Regions from separate parts of the Drosophila melanogaster genome. Here region 2 is linked to region 1. Evidence: chromatin contacts called from public Hi-C data. All regions are on one chromosome and are shown on one strand. Each heading gives the region's core, a stretch centred on a gene start, on an enhancer-like site or on the middle of the called end of the contact. The rest is flanking DNA. Distances are from core to core; before and after follow the strand shown.

Region 1 (6,139 bases), core at 1,979-4,478:
TTGCAAGCGTTTAGTTTGCTGATTATTTTTGGGCCTAAATACGGGCGTGACGGGGTTTATTCTCGTTCTGGCCACGTTCTTAATCGAAGAATTACCCAAAGAGCAGCAACAAATAGATTTGTCACGTTTTTGTTTGAGTACTTAACTAAAGACTAAAAAATTTAGCTTTTTTTATGATGATTAGGAAAACTAGCATGTGAATATTTATACTGGCAAAAAAACGAATTCGATATGCGAAAGGGAAATAGTTGAAAACCCAAGTATACCAAAGTAAGAACTTCGAAAAAGAAAGCGAAGAATTTCAGAAAAGGCTTATCTAATTGTATAGTATTGGATCGAAAAAGAAATAGCTTCTATACTGATGATTAAAAAACTAATTTAATTTTAAATTAGCTTAAGCAAATTAGGCTAGTTTCCTGCGCTTTAATTGAATTGTGTATTTTATCGCAGACTTGTCGCTATCGTGACAATTAGTTAGCAGCATGTCAATGTAAGCAGACTGAGGGGCGTGGCGGGGGCGATTAATGGGGAAATCGGATGTAGCCGGCGAAATGCGGTTCTAGCCGGTTTGAGCCAGATTTAGAAACTGGCTAGGGCAGTGATTGCCTGCCTTTCCTGCTGCTTTGCGGTTACATCGATCTGATACGCTGATTTCATTACAGAAATGCAACAGAGTCAAAAATCAGAAGAAATAAAACTTAAGCTCAGTTCGGTAAAGCAATACAAAATACAATGCATATAATACTATGTAAGCAATTATTATCATTATATAACCTTATTTCCAACATTTTGAAGCCAAATGCGATGTAGAGAATTAAAATGTGTAGCAAAGCGAAAGCATTTCGAAAACCAAAAAAGTAATCATGAACCCACTGAACCGGTTCTCTGAGAAGGTTCATCCGCACCTAAAAAAAAAAAAAAAATACAACCGGCACGAACCTAAACAAGTTCTCATTGCGTTAATTAATGGAAAGCAAAGCTTAGCCAACCGTCCAATGCTTTGCCTTCATTTGAAATCGGAATTAATCGGATGGCGATCGTAAATCAAAATCAGCGTTTTCGATCTGCTGTGATTTTTGTTTGTTTTCTGTCTGTTTAGAATTTTGCCACACTGCTTTACATTGTTTATGGGGTCGTTGCCATTTTATTTTTCCACTAATGTCCTGCACATGACTTAAATTACCGAGCATTAGGCAGTGAAAAATCAAAGGACATGCACCACGAATTTGTGCTTAATGATAGGAATTAGCCGAAGGCAGGCCAAACACTTTACCCACTGTATATTCAGTTCTGCAAATAGTTTCATATATTAAATAGATATGCAGCCATATGGCTTTTGTTGTAGCAGGTGTGTCAATAGTTCTTAAGTTCTTTGCCGATTGGACTGAGAATTAGTATAAAATGTCGGAATTAGCATAAAAAGTTATTAGAGCTCTTCGGGGGTACACCTTTGGCGTCAATGTAAATAAATTATACATCAATTTAAACATTCGATAAACTTGAAGCGAACTTGGCCAACTTAATGAAAAGCAAACAAATGACGTCAAGGGAACTTTTCATTCGAGCTACCGATAAGCGAAGTACTCAGAAAATTGCTAAACACTATTTAAAATTGGTAGTGTTTCAGCAGTTGGTTCTGCGATCGGCATATTTTTCAGATATATGTACATTGATATTGTGAGAGCGTTAAATCTCACTATGCCTCTCAGTGCGAAACCTTGAATCTGTTTACAGAACCCATTATAAGACGGCAAATATTATTGGCGATAAAAGCAAAGTGCTCTCTACTCACCACCTCATCCCTCACGTTTTCCCCAATTCCCCTCCCTTTGGGAACGTGGATCCGTGTCCATTTTCGAAAGTCAAGAATTCGCATTAACGTTGAAATATGCTAGCCTAATTAAAAAGGCAATTCAACAATTTAGTAGATTGAACGTGTGTAGCCAAATGAACACACATATGTTTAATGTTCGATTCTAAAACTTTCTAGATTCTTTTCACTTAGCCATTATCACATTGCCAGCGGTTGCTCAAGGTGATTGTATTTCTTAATAATATTTTTATGACTGCCTTAAGAAATCCCACTTCATCATGTTGTCTCGTAATGAGTTTATCTATTTTATGGCGTTGACTAAACATTTTCGAGACACCGCAACGGAGATTTCCGTAGTTGCTTCTTTACCTCATCCCGTTTCCCACACTATGACTCGCCAAATCGACTGATAAGCCTGTAAATACGACCGCACGCTCCTCATATATAGTTTCCATTACCATATGACGGACAAGTGTCTAGTTATATACAATAAACAATCGCATTTTTGTTTCTATGTGCTTGGAGCTTGGAGTGGATGCAGATATCTCATCGGAGGGGCATGCAGATAAGTACTGGAGTGCCTATACTGCATGGAAATTTGGGAACTAGCATTCAAACATTCAAATTATATATTTTTCGAGTTAAAACTAATTCTAAAATGTTAAATGTATGTATTTAAAAACCACAAACAGACTCAATGGATAGAATAGAAATGACTCACAGTGGTTTTAGTCTTATCCTCTTGATGGAACCTAATTCTTAATCTTTTTCAGGCATTCATTTTGAAGTTGTCTACTGATTTTGTTTGTTATTCAGTAGAGTTGTAAAGAACTTACTCCAACTTTTTCCGGTGCGTCCGAAGAAGGTGCCTTCCTGGGGATTGTAGATCATTTCCGAGAAGGTTTGCTTCTTCGCTGGCTGCGGGAATTCGAATTCGCCTTTGGCGCCCTTTCCGTTATTCTTTGACATTGCGGCGCTGTTCTTTCGCACTTGTTTACGGTTAGCTTTTCAGTATTCGATTCGATTCGAAAATTTGGTTTATACTTTTCGTTGATGACGTGGACGGCGCGAAGGCTACGAAAACTGATTTATGTATACGTTGTGCTGTGTATATGCGATGATTCAGCAGACTCGAAACTGAATTCTCATTTATTTTCGCACTCGCAGTACTCTTGAATATTTTTGAAAAACGTGTAATTATGCAATTATTTGCGCCTCGACTGCTCGACTGGTCTTAGAGTTAGGAAAATAAGTTAGAACCGATTTTGGGCGAAATAAGCCGAATCAGAAGCACAAACAAACGGGCTGGGAGCCACGAGAAGTTGTTGCCAACTCTTGGTTTCCCTGCTTCCTGCGACTGCGAATGGCGATGCGTGCTGCGTGTTGCGCTCTCGGCGAAAGATCACCAACTAACCGAACGCAGCCCCAAGTCACCCAGCAAGGCGAAAACTCAGCACCAGTGTTCTTCGCCCCTCAACACTCACACAGGCTCACCACGCGCCTCGCTCTTTCTCTCTCGTTCTCTCTATCTCTTGCGTTCTCGCAACAAAAGCTTCAAGATAAGAGTGATTGAGCACTGAGGAAAACGGGGTACATTTTCAGATAAATAGTTAAGGTAAAAAGCAAAGAAGACTTTTCTGACCAAATTGACTCTTAAGATCGTCAAGATATGTAGGTATTTCTATTATTTCCGATATTAAGCAGTCTAATAACGCATTGGTTTCCCATTTCAAGCTCATGTGAGTGATATCTTAGAAAGAATTCTGTTGCAAGCGATTCCTACAGGACATTACTCATCCGCAATGTGGGCTGACGTCTTTGTTTAAACTCTCAGATGTTATTGGGTATACGAAACGTGACCCAAAAAAGCATTCCACGTATCTAGGGTCAATTTTCTTGCAGTGTGACGTCGACAGCTGTTGAACGTATTCGACACTTTGCCAAGCAACATGAAAAAGGCCAAAGCAAAAGCGTTGGACCAGGGGGGAGGTTATGTGGCTAAGGTGTGAGTGTGTGTGAGCTGGGGGTTTCGTGTGTGTTTTACCTCTTAATGTTCTCTCTATCTCTCTCCATCTCCTTAGCTGGCTACGCAAATAGAATAAATGATTGAGTGCAGACAGTGGCCAGACAACAACACACCCGAGGGCAGTTGCTTGGGCCATGCAATTTTCGCCAGTGCAGCTAAGTGCTTTGCATTCAAAGGCTGTGGAGCCTAGACCGCACTTCACCCTCTAAGAATGTGATACGCTCCTGCTTTATAAATATTAAAATACAAAGCACAAAGAAAATCACACGCATACTAGCACAAGTCGCACTCTCTCTCTCTATCTCCCGTTCTCCCACTCTGGCGTTGACATGCGCGGAGAGTTGAGTACATTGGCTCCACTACACACTCCACCCACGCCCCTCCCCCTAACAATCGCCACCACCATTGTTACTCTCATTATGCTGGCGTGCTGTGTTGTACTGCGCTTTGTTTTGCTTTTCCACGCTCTCCCCAAACGGGTGGATCAGTTTTTTGGGCGCTCTGTGCTTCGGAAATTTCCACGCGGAAATCGGGAAAACTTTCTTTGTTATTGTTCCTCAATCATGGTTCGTCGTCATCAGCATCTGGATAATGCTAACGCTGCACTGAGAAAAATAAACTGTTTCTTACTCTTATATTCCATAACTATTTGCATATAATGGCTTAAGAATTTCAAAAAGAACCTCATAAGCACTATCTTTAGGGAAAATGGTAGAAAATTTACGAGGATTTTTTGTCGAGTGTTTAAAGCGTTGCCAAGTGTCAAGAACTTTCGAGTTGATTAATTCCCTTAAATGTGCACTTCCTTCTGCATGGCAACCCCCTTGCCCCTTGCCACATGAACCCACAACTCCCCCAACAATGGGTTGCCATTGCCAATTTTCCTCATTCTTAGACTGTTGCTGCTGATTGTGGGCATGGAGATGCACGGATAAATGGCCACGGCATTATGTTATTGTATCTCGGTGCTCCATCGTTGTAATCATCACAAGTTGATTAAATGACACTTGAAAACGCCAGGGTGGCTACGTTGTGGAGTCAACTCAATTGTGAGGCGCAATTCCTGCATCTCGGTTTATTGGGTTGTCAGACGAGAGGTGTTTAATCCTAAATGGGTCTTTAATAACTATGATAATTTGGTTAGCTGCAATCACGGGCTAGAATAAAATTGCGAATCCCTTAAGGGGTGCATTCAACTAGCTAAATGACGAACAAATACCTCTTGAATGACGTATATAATTTACCGGTGATAAGTAAGTCTACATACTGTAACTTCATACATTGCCCAATTGGATTTGACCGGTTATATCCATTTAACGGTCAACTGTCGAAGTAACTGCCTTGTTGGACTCTCTCTCTTTTGCTCATCTGAACTCCCTCAAATCTCCCGCATATCTCCAACCAGTTTATCCTGGTCCAAACCGATTTTTCAGACTTTGCTGTGTGCGTGTCGATCTTTAAATCTCGTAGAACTTCCTCATTAGAGGATGGGCTTTGGTTTTTTTTTTTATTTATCAACTGATTTCAGCAGCTACATGGCTTAGGTTCTGTGGACAATGGTCTGTCATTCAGCTAATTAGCTCTCAATTAGCGAATGTACATTGCTGGCATATTTGTGCATACGATAATAAGTGGAAAAGTCAAACAGTTGGAATACAAAATTCCAGTAATCTATTTTCCTCGTCGATCTTCTGACGTCACAGAAGTATTTTAGCAAATTCAGAGAATATAAGCAAAAGTTAAACATAATCGAAAACTGCTGTCTCTGCGCTCTAATTAAGGAATTTTTTATAGATCACTGAAAGAGAAATCTGCAGCGAACAAGATTGTAAATGAAGGGCAAATGTGATAATCATATTCATATGCCGGCTTATACTCTTCACTCGATATTTTAAAAATAAACAATATCAAAAGGCAAACAGCAGCGCTCCGTTAATGATTTTAAATGACGCAATTGGAAGACTTATTATTCGGACTGATAAAAACCGATGTGACCGCGCGCCTACAAAACGTATTATATATAAATAAAAGCCAATCGATCTGGCTTTAAGTATATTTATCAGCCAGCGGCTGACCATTGTCAAGTGACGACTGAGATGGTTGTGATATAGTGTTATCAGCGTTATCTTATCACCCTACAGGGCAAACATCAGTGTTTACGTAAATCCTAAAGTATGTCATATGCCCCATCTGATAATTTTGAGAAACTGTATAGCAACATCTTTTTTGTGATTTTGCTATCGTAATCTTGTGTCAATATATCGCCAAGTGTATTAAAAATAAAACGGATTTGCTTTTCT
Region 2 (6,139 bases), core at 1,607-4,106, 5.6 Mb after region 1:
CATTAATAATTAAATAGAGAAAACAAATGTTTAAACAGTACTAATCTGACTTATATGCACAGTAGTTAGAGTAGCTACTATGTGTATTTTGAAATATGTAATAAAAAACATTGTCTCATCAATTTACGAAATATTTCATTGCAATTTCAAGCACTCATTGCTAAGATGATTCTCAAGCAAGATTTGCCGAAAAATTGTGATTCACGAGTGTTGCATAAAATTTGTATATTCCTGGCAAATGATTTGGACAGCAACGAATTTGACAACTTCAAGTGGCTGTGGCAGCTGCCAACCCGCTGCCACGCCCACTCCCACCATTCCGCCCATCTGTGGGGGTATCTGCGATTCGCTGGCAGCTTCTTCAGCAATTTATGCATTCAAGTGGCAGCCAAAGGCAGCGAACAGCAAACGCTGATGATGACAATAAAGGACGCTGGATCTGCGATGCTGCGCCGAGCATTCCTGATATTTTGCCATTTGTAGTTACTTGTGTTGTATCTGTAAGATGCATTTGGCTGATTGTCAAGTGCCACGCTTTGTTATCAGCATGCTGACATCATTATCCGGCAAAGGCAGCGACTTTAAACTTTAATCTGCTGCAGAGTGGAATTAAAACATTTTTTCATATCCAACAGATTGTATTTACTAATAATTACGTATTATATGCATAATAATTTATTTATATTGCTCCAAGTCACAATTACATCGAGGTAATCTTTAAGATTCTACCAGAATATTCCAGATCAAGAAGGTATAAGAGGAACGTACTACGTAGAAGAGTGCAAATCAGAATTCCCGGTGCTTATCAATTTTCTTTGTTTTTAAAGTCAAAAGGTTGACTGTGTTTTTTAATAACTAATTATGTGCACATAAAAATGAGAAAGTAAAGAGAAGGAAAACAAATATGTATGTTGCATATGTGTACAAATTGCATATTAGTTAGTTCCGTTATACGTATTACTTAGGGCAAGTTAACATTTAGTTTTCAAGTATTAATCATTTAAATGTTAATTTATGAAGTGCATCATGATTGGATTGCTTTTAAGCCTTTCACTTACCTGGCAATGTGAAAACGCCGCTAAGGGCTAGCACGGTCATCAGCAAACCGAACAAGAGCTTCATTTTTGTTTGGTTTTTTTTTTTTCACAAGCTTATAATTTGTTTAATTTGTATAGTTTATTTAGGGCTGAAAGCTTTGATGCGTTGATGTGGACCGGCAACCGGATTCGATTCTGTTCAGTTTTGTTCTGTGCGGAAAGACAAACAATCGTCAAATGCGCTTAAATGATTTGAGGAAGCGGCAAATAAACGGCGGCCGGCTGAGTGAGTGAGCGAGTGAGAAACCGAGTGAGTGACTAGCTGACCGCTCTCTTGCTCTCCCTCTCACTCAATTAGCCGCTGGGCTTATAAATATTCCAAATGGCAGGCGGCAAGTGTTGTGGGAAGAGCGCTACACTGTGCCCGTCAACTGGGTACAATATTTGGGGACTCCACTGTGTACAGAATGCAGCGTATTAGTAATGTTCTTAGGCACATTTAAGTTAACTTTTATTTTCGTTACACCTTTTTGTTTCCGTTATAGCTTACTGGTTCATTAACTATTGTATCTACTACTATAAAAAATATAATATAATATAACTTTATCTTTATAATTATATATATATAAAAGCAGTTCTAAAAGGGCATTTGCTACTAATATTTTAAAATTTCGATTAAAAGGGTGTTTGAAAGTCGCCGTTGCTCATTGAACCTTTTGTAAATTTAGTTGTGTTTTCAATTTACTTAATCAGTTTTTGTCTATGCTTCGTTAGCTGCACGCGGGCTTCTCTATTCCACTATATTTGTATTTCAGACTTTAAATGTGTCCCTGTCACAGTTGCTGAATGTTTCAGTCGCCCCATTCGTATTTCAATTCCACTTCGATTGCATTGTATGGAACTATGTCTATTCAACGGCTGCTCGAATCACCTGTTAAATGCGCTTGGTGTTTAGTTCAAGGTTGTTGTTTCTGTAAACAAAAGCATCATTTGCTTATTTCCCTAATGGGCAGCTATTGAGAATTTTCTTCCAAGGAAATGAAAACGGAGCTAAAGACTATTCTCAGTAATTAAATGGTTATGATAGAGTGCTTCTTTTTAATTCCATCGATAAAGTAGTCACGCCTTGATTGAGCCGGGTTTAATCACGATTTTACTAACGAATATGCCAAAGATCGGCAATTTATTGGAAATCTTTAGTTAATCCGATTATGAATGATCTTTTTGACCCGAGAGAACTTACGATATAACACCCAATTACAGTTCTGATAAATATAAAAAGCCGTAAAGAATTTGTATAATTATACACTGATTTAAATCTAGAATGTATTATAATCTCAAAATGAACTGGAATTTTTGCACATCAGAAAATTATTTAAATATCTTGCCCGACAGTAAATTTTTCAAGGTCTTCAAAATTAGCAACTATAAACTTTAAATAGCATTTTTAATGTCTGATAGTTTTAGAAAGCTATTGTTTATGTTGGGCTCAGCATAAAAGTGAGCACAAGTAAATATTTCGCAAACAGCTGCGTGAAGTAAATTAGGCATCCAAATTATTGCCCAGACAGCCTAAACAAGCTGCAAATTGTTTGTTTGTAAACATTTTTGTCAGCGCCGAAGCGGAAATTGTTCACGCACACAATTTCATTCACATACACATGCCGACAACCGCGAATTTGCATAAATTTTATTATTGTTACCGGTGTCATACAGTTATTTCTGTGGATCGCTTGAATCACTCGATTTCGAAAGATCGGAGAAGAACGCGCGATCTTCAACGTGCGTTGGCTTTAATGAAACGTTTCGGACTAAACGGTTGCGTACGATTTTGGCTTCATTTATACCAGCTCACGTCGTTGGCACTCAAAAAAAAACAAAGAATTGAGAAGAGAGACCGGGAAAGGGAGGAATGCGCAGAGAAGAATACGAGAGCGAAGAAGGGTCTTCCGAGTGCTCCAAATGTGCATTCAACAATGTTTTAATTAAAAAAAAAAAAGAAAAATAACTAAAGAACTTTCAATTTTATATTTTTACAACAGATCCACTACCAAAGATGCCCCATCCTGTTTACCCAAAAAGTAGCAGAAATTTTACAAAAAGAATATTCATTGACACGTCAGTGGGAGCAAAAATGAATGTCGCCAGCGGAACGCGAATGTCCTCCAGTGCAGTCCCTTGACCAAAACCGTTGGAGTTCGAGGTGTATGTATAAAAATCAGAAATTCAAAGCGGATGGCCGACAGCGCCGAGAAAGAGGCGGGGATATAGTTAGCGACAAGGAACGCGCGCCAAGCTACGTTCTTGGATTGACAATGAAGTCCACCTGCCCCCTTTTACCTGAACTTGCCTCTTGGGAGCCGTGTTGCTTTATGGTTTTCGACCAGATTGAAATCGCGATCGGCGCAGCTACAGCTGTTAAAATCTCCTGCAGGCTGCTCTTCATGCTCTACAACTTGTAATTCTTGTCGTGGTCCCACGAACCGGATTCTGTTTTAACTACACTTTCGTTGGTTTTATTCGAACTGCTATTTTCGTTTTACTAAATACAGGTTTGATTGCACTATGCCTTTAAGTGGCAGAGGAGCATTTAAAATAAATTACCATTTTCGGTTAATCGTTGACACAACATTCTTGCGGTCGAGTCAATAAATTCCCCAAAAAACAAGATTTGGTTGTCAAGGCTTCGAAGTGAGAAGAATTTGAGTCAGCTTAGTCCTACATATATTTAAGTGAGTAAAGCTTGGCTTTTAGGACCAACGATATTTTAAAATATCAGATTGACTTGTTTTTAAATAAACTATTTACAATGCTATGATCTTCAGGTAAATATCGTAGTATATTTTCTATTTTTTTATATATACTAATTATATATATTTTTCTTTATCATTTGCAGTCTCTTAATTAGTCATAAATCTTTCGAATTTAAATTTAGACACCGGATGACAGACAGAAACACTCACAGATTATAACGAAACGTGCTCTTGACCTTGACACTGTTGGAAAAAAATGAAGTACCCATATTCAGATATTTATTTTAGGATTGAATATTTTTAGAATGTTTTAAATTTCCTTGATAAACTTTATTCTTGCGCCATCTATGTACTTGCAGAAGACGCTGATACTAGCGCCACCTGGCAGCAGTAGGTTCTTAACATTTCTGTTAATTTTACAGAGCTGGAAATATGCTGGCTGTTCGAACGAGAGTTGCCAGATGAATTTAGACGTTGCCTTGGTAACGGTTTTCACTTGATTTTATTGTCGAAATAAAATAAATAAAGAAGGAAAACAAATATAAGGGACTAAAATAAAATAATAATGTTTCGTCGTGGAAAACTATCCTTTCTAAACACCAAAGATGACCGTGTTAAAATAATAAACGAGCGCATAAACATAACAGAAAGGCATCTAATGGAGATGTGCTCTTCGTTTGCTTTGGTAACGCGGAAAATGGCCAAGTGAGTTTGGTAAATAAATAAATCTGAATGAATAATCATAAGACCTTGCAGATATCGGGACTCCTTTGATGAGTTGGCCAAGAGTGTGAAGAGCTACGCCGACGACGAGGAAATCAACGAGAGTCTCTGTCAGGGACTGAAGAGCTTCACCAACGCGGTTACCATAATGGGTGATTACATGGACATCAATGTACACCGATTGGAACACAAGGTGAATTATCCTTTTTTAAATCTGCATCTTATATCATATTATTGACTTATGTAGATTGTCAACGAGTTGGCGCAATTCGAGCAGCTTTGCAAGTCCACAAGGGACAATCTTCGACTGGCTGTCATAGCGCGGGATAAGGAGGTACTACGTCAGCGCCAGATGCTTGAGCTCAAGTCAAAGTTTTCTGCGAACAATGTGGGTATTAAAACGAACAATTTACTTCTTATATAATTCCCAAAACTTACCGTAGAGTGCCGCCGATTCGGAGCTGTTTAAGGCCAAAATGGAGGTGCAGCGCACAAACAAGGAGATAGACGACATTATTGGCAACTTCGAGCAGCGGAAGTTGCGCGACTTAAAGCAGATAATCAGCGATTTTATACTGATCGCCATGAAACAGCACACCAAGGCATTGGAGATACTCAGCGCAAGCTACTATGATATTGGAACCATTGATGAGCGCGACGATTTCATTGAGTTTCAGAAACTCATGAAGACCAAAGAAGAGCTGGCTTCCAGGAAAACTGCACTCAAAAAGGGACTGCGCTCCCAGTCGATGGATAGCTTGGAGCACGAGCACCTGGTCAGTCCGCTCAAGAGGCGCCCGAAGTTGTCCAGGAGCAATAGGAATCTGACGGGAGCCGGAATCAATCATGGAAGTAAAACAGAACCCGAAGATGAAACCGACGAGCAGGATGAAGAGGAAGATGATGAAGATGAGGTATGATTTGGCATGATTATGGAATGATAGAATAACTCCATTCCTCCCAAGGAAACCGAGCAAAGTGGCGAAGAGGACGAGGAATCTGGAACGGCAACGGATGACGAGAGGGAACCCACGCAGCCGGGCAACCAGGTTCCTCCGCGGGAGAATGTTTTTGGGGCCAAGATCCGATCTGCCAGCAAGGATATAGCCACGCCATCGACCAGTGCCAGTGCCACTTCTGCTCCTTCGAAGCCCAGCAGACAAACGGTCAAACATCCATTCAAGGCGGTGGCCTCCACCCATGTAAGGCTGCAGAAGCAGTTCCACGTGCCCCAGCACTAGCACTCAAATTATGACCAGTAGTAGAGTTCCTAGAGCTCACATCAGTATTGCAGGCACATTCTGGAATCGTAGCAAGAGCTTAAATAAAATTGAATTAGGAACATACTTCTAAGGGTTTATCTTAATTGGTTTTTGTAACCCCGCAGTCTCAGAGCTTCCTTTCATAATTTAATCAGAATGTATTACCACTCTCTATCTCATTGCCTTAAAAAACATGATATGTAGAAGCAACACAAATTGCAATTAATATTCGAAAATCATTCTGGTCCACAAATCAATGTTGATTTTCCTTTTAAAAGTAGGGATTGTTATATAGCACTCCTTGCCATTCAGCGCTGATTTCCATACACTTTTTATTAATGGACACGGGTCACGATTTGCATTA

The links. A called contact is a pair of places that touch in the nucleus more often than the background predicts.
Region 2: a contact with region 1 is called in a Hi-C map of the Kc167 cell line, with 4 times the contacts expected there. The contact joins the promoter of vir-1 here to the promoter of nrv1 in region 1. A contact is called at or near these places in 2 of 107 Hi-C or Micro-C datasets (the Kc167 cell line and wing imaginal disc).

The regions. Positions count from the first base shown.
Region 1 is chr2L:6,783,633-6,789,771 of dm6, forward strand. It overlaps nrv1 (nervana 1), which reads right to left and starts at 3,229. Exons shown (of 4, transcript NM_057819.4): 1 at 2,650-3,229. The coding sequence starts at 2,782. It overlaps nrv2 (nervana 2), which reads right to left. Exons shown (of 8, transcript NM_057820.4): 8 at 6,138-6,139.
Region 2 is chr2L:12,420,583-12,426,721 of dm6, forward strand. It overlaps vir-1 (virus-induced RNA 1), which reads right to left and starts at 2,857. Exons shown (of 6, transcript NM_165011.3): 1 at 2,741-2,857; 2 at 1,059-1,247. The coding sequence starts at 1,122. Fam92 reads left to right here and starts at 4,322. Exons shown (of 5, transcript NM_135720.2): 1 at 4,322-4,495; 2 at 4,547-4,706; 3 at 4,761-4,901; 4 at 4,957-5,427; 5 at 5,479-5,858. The coding sequence starts at 4,356. The coding sequence ends at 5,754. It overlaps CG5446, which reads right to left. Exons shown (of 2, transcript NM_001273485.1): 2 at 6,049-6,139.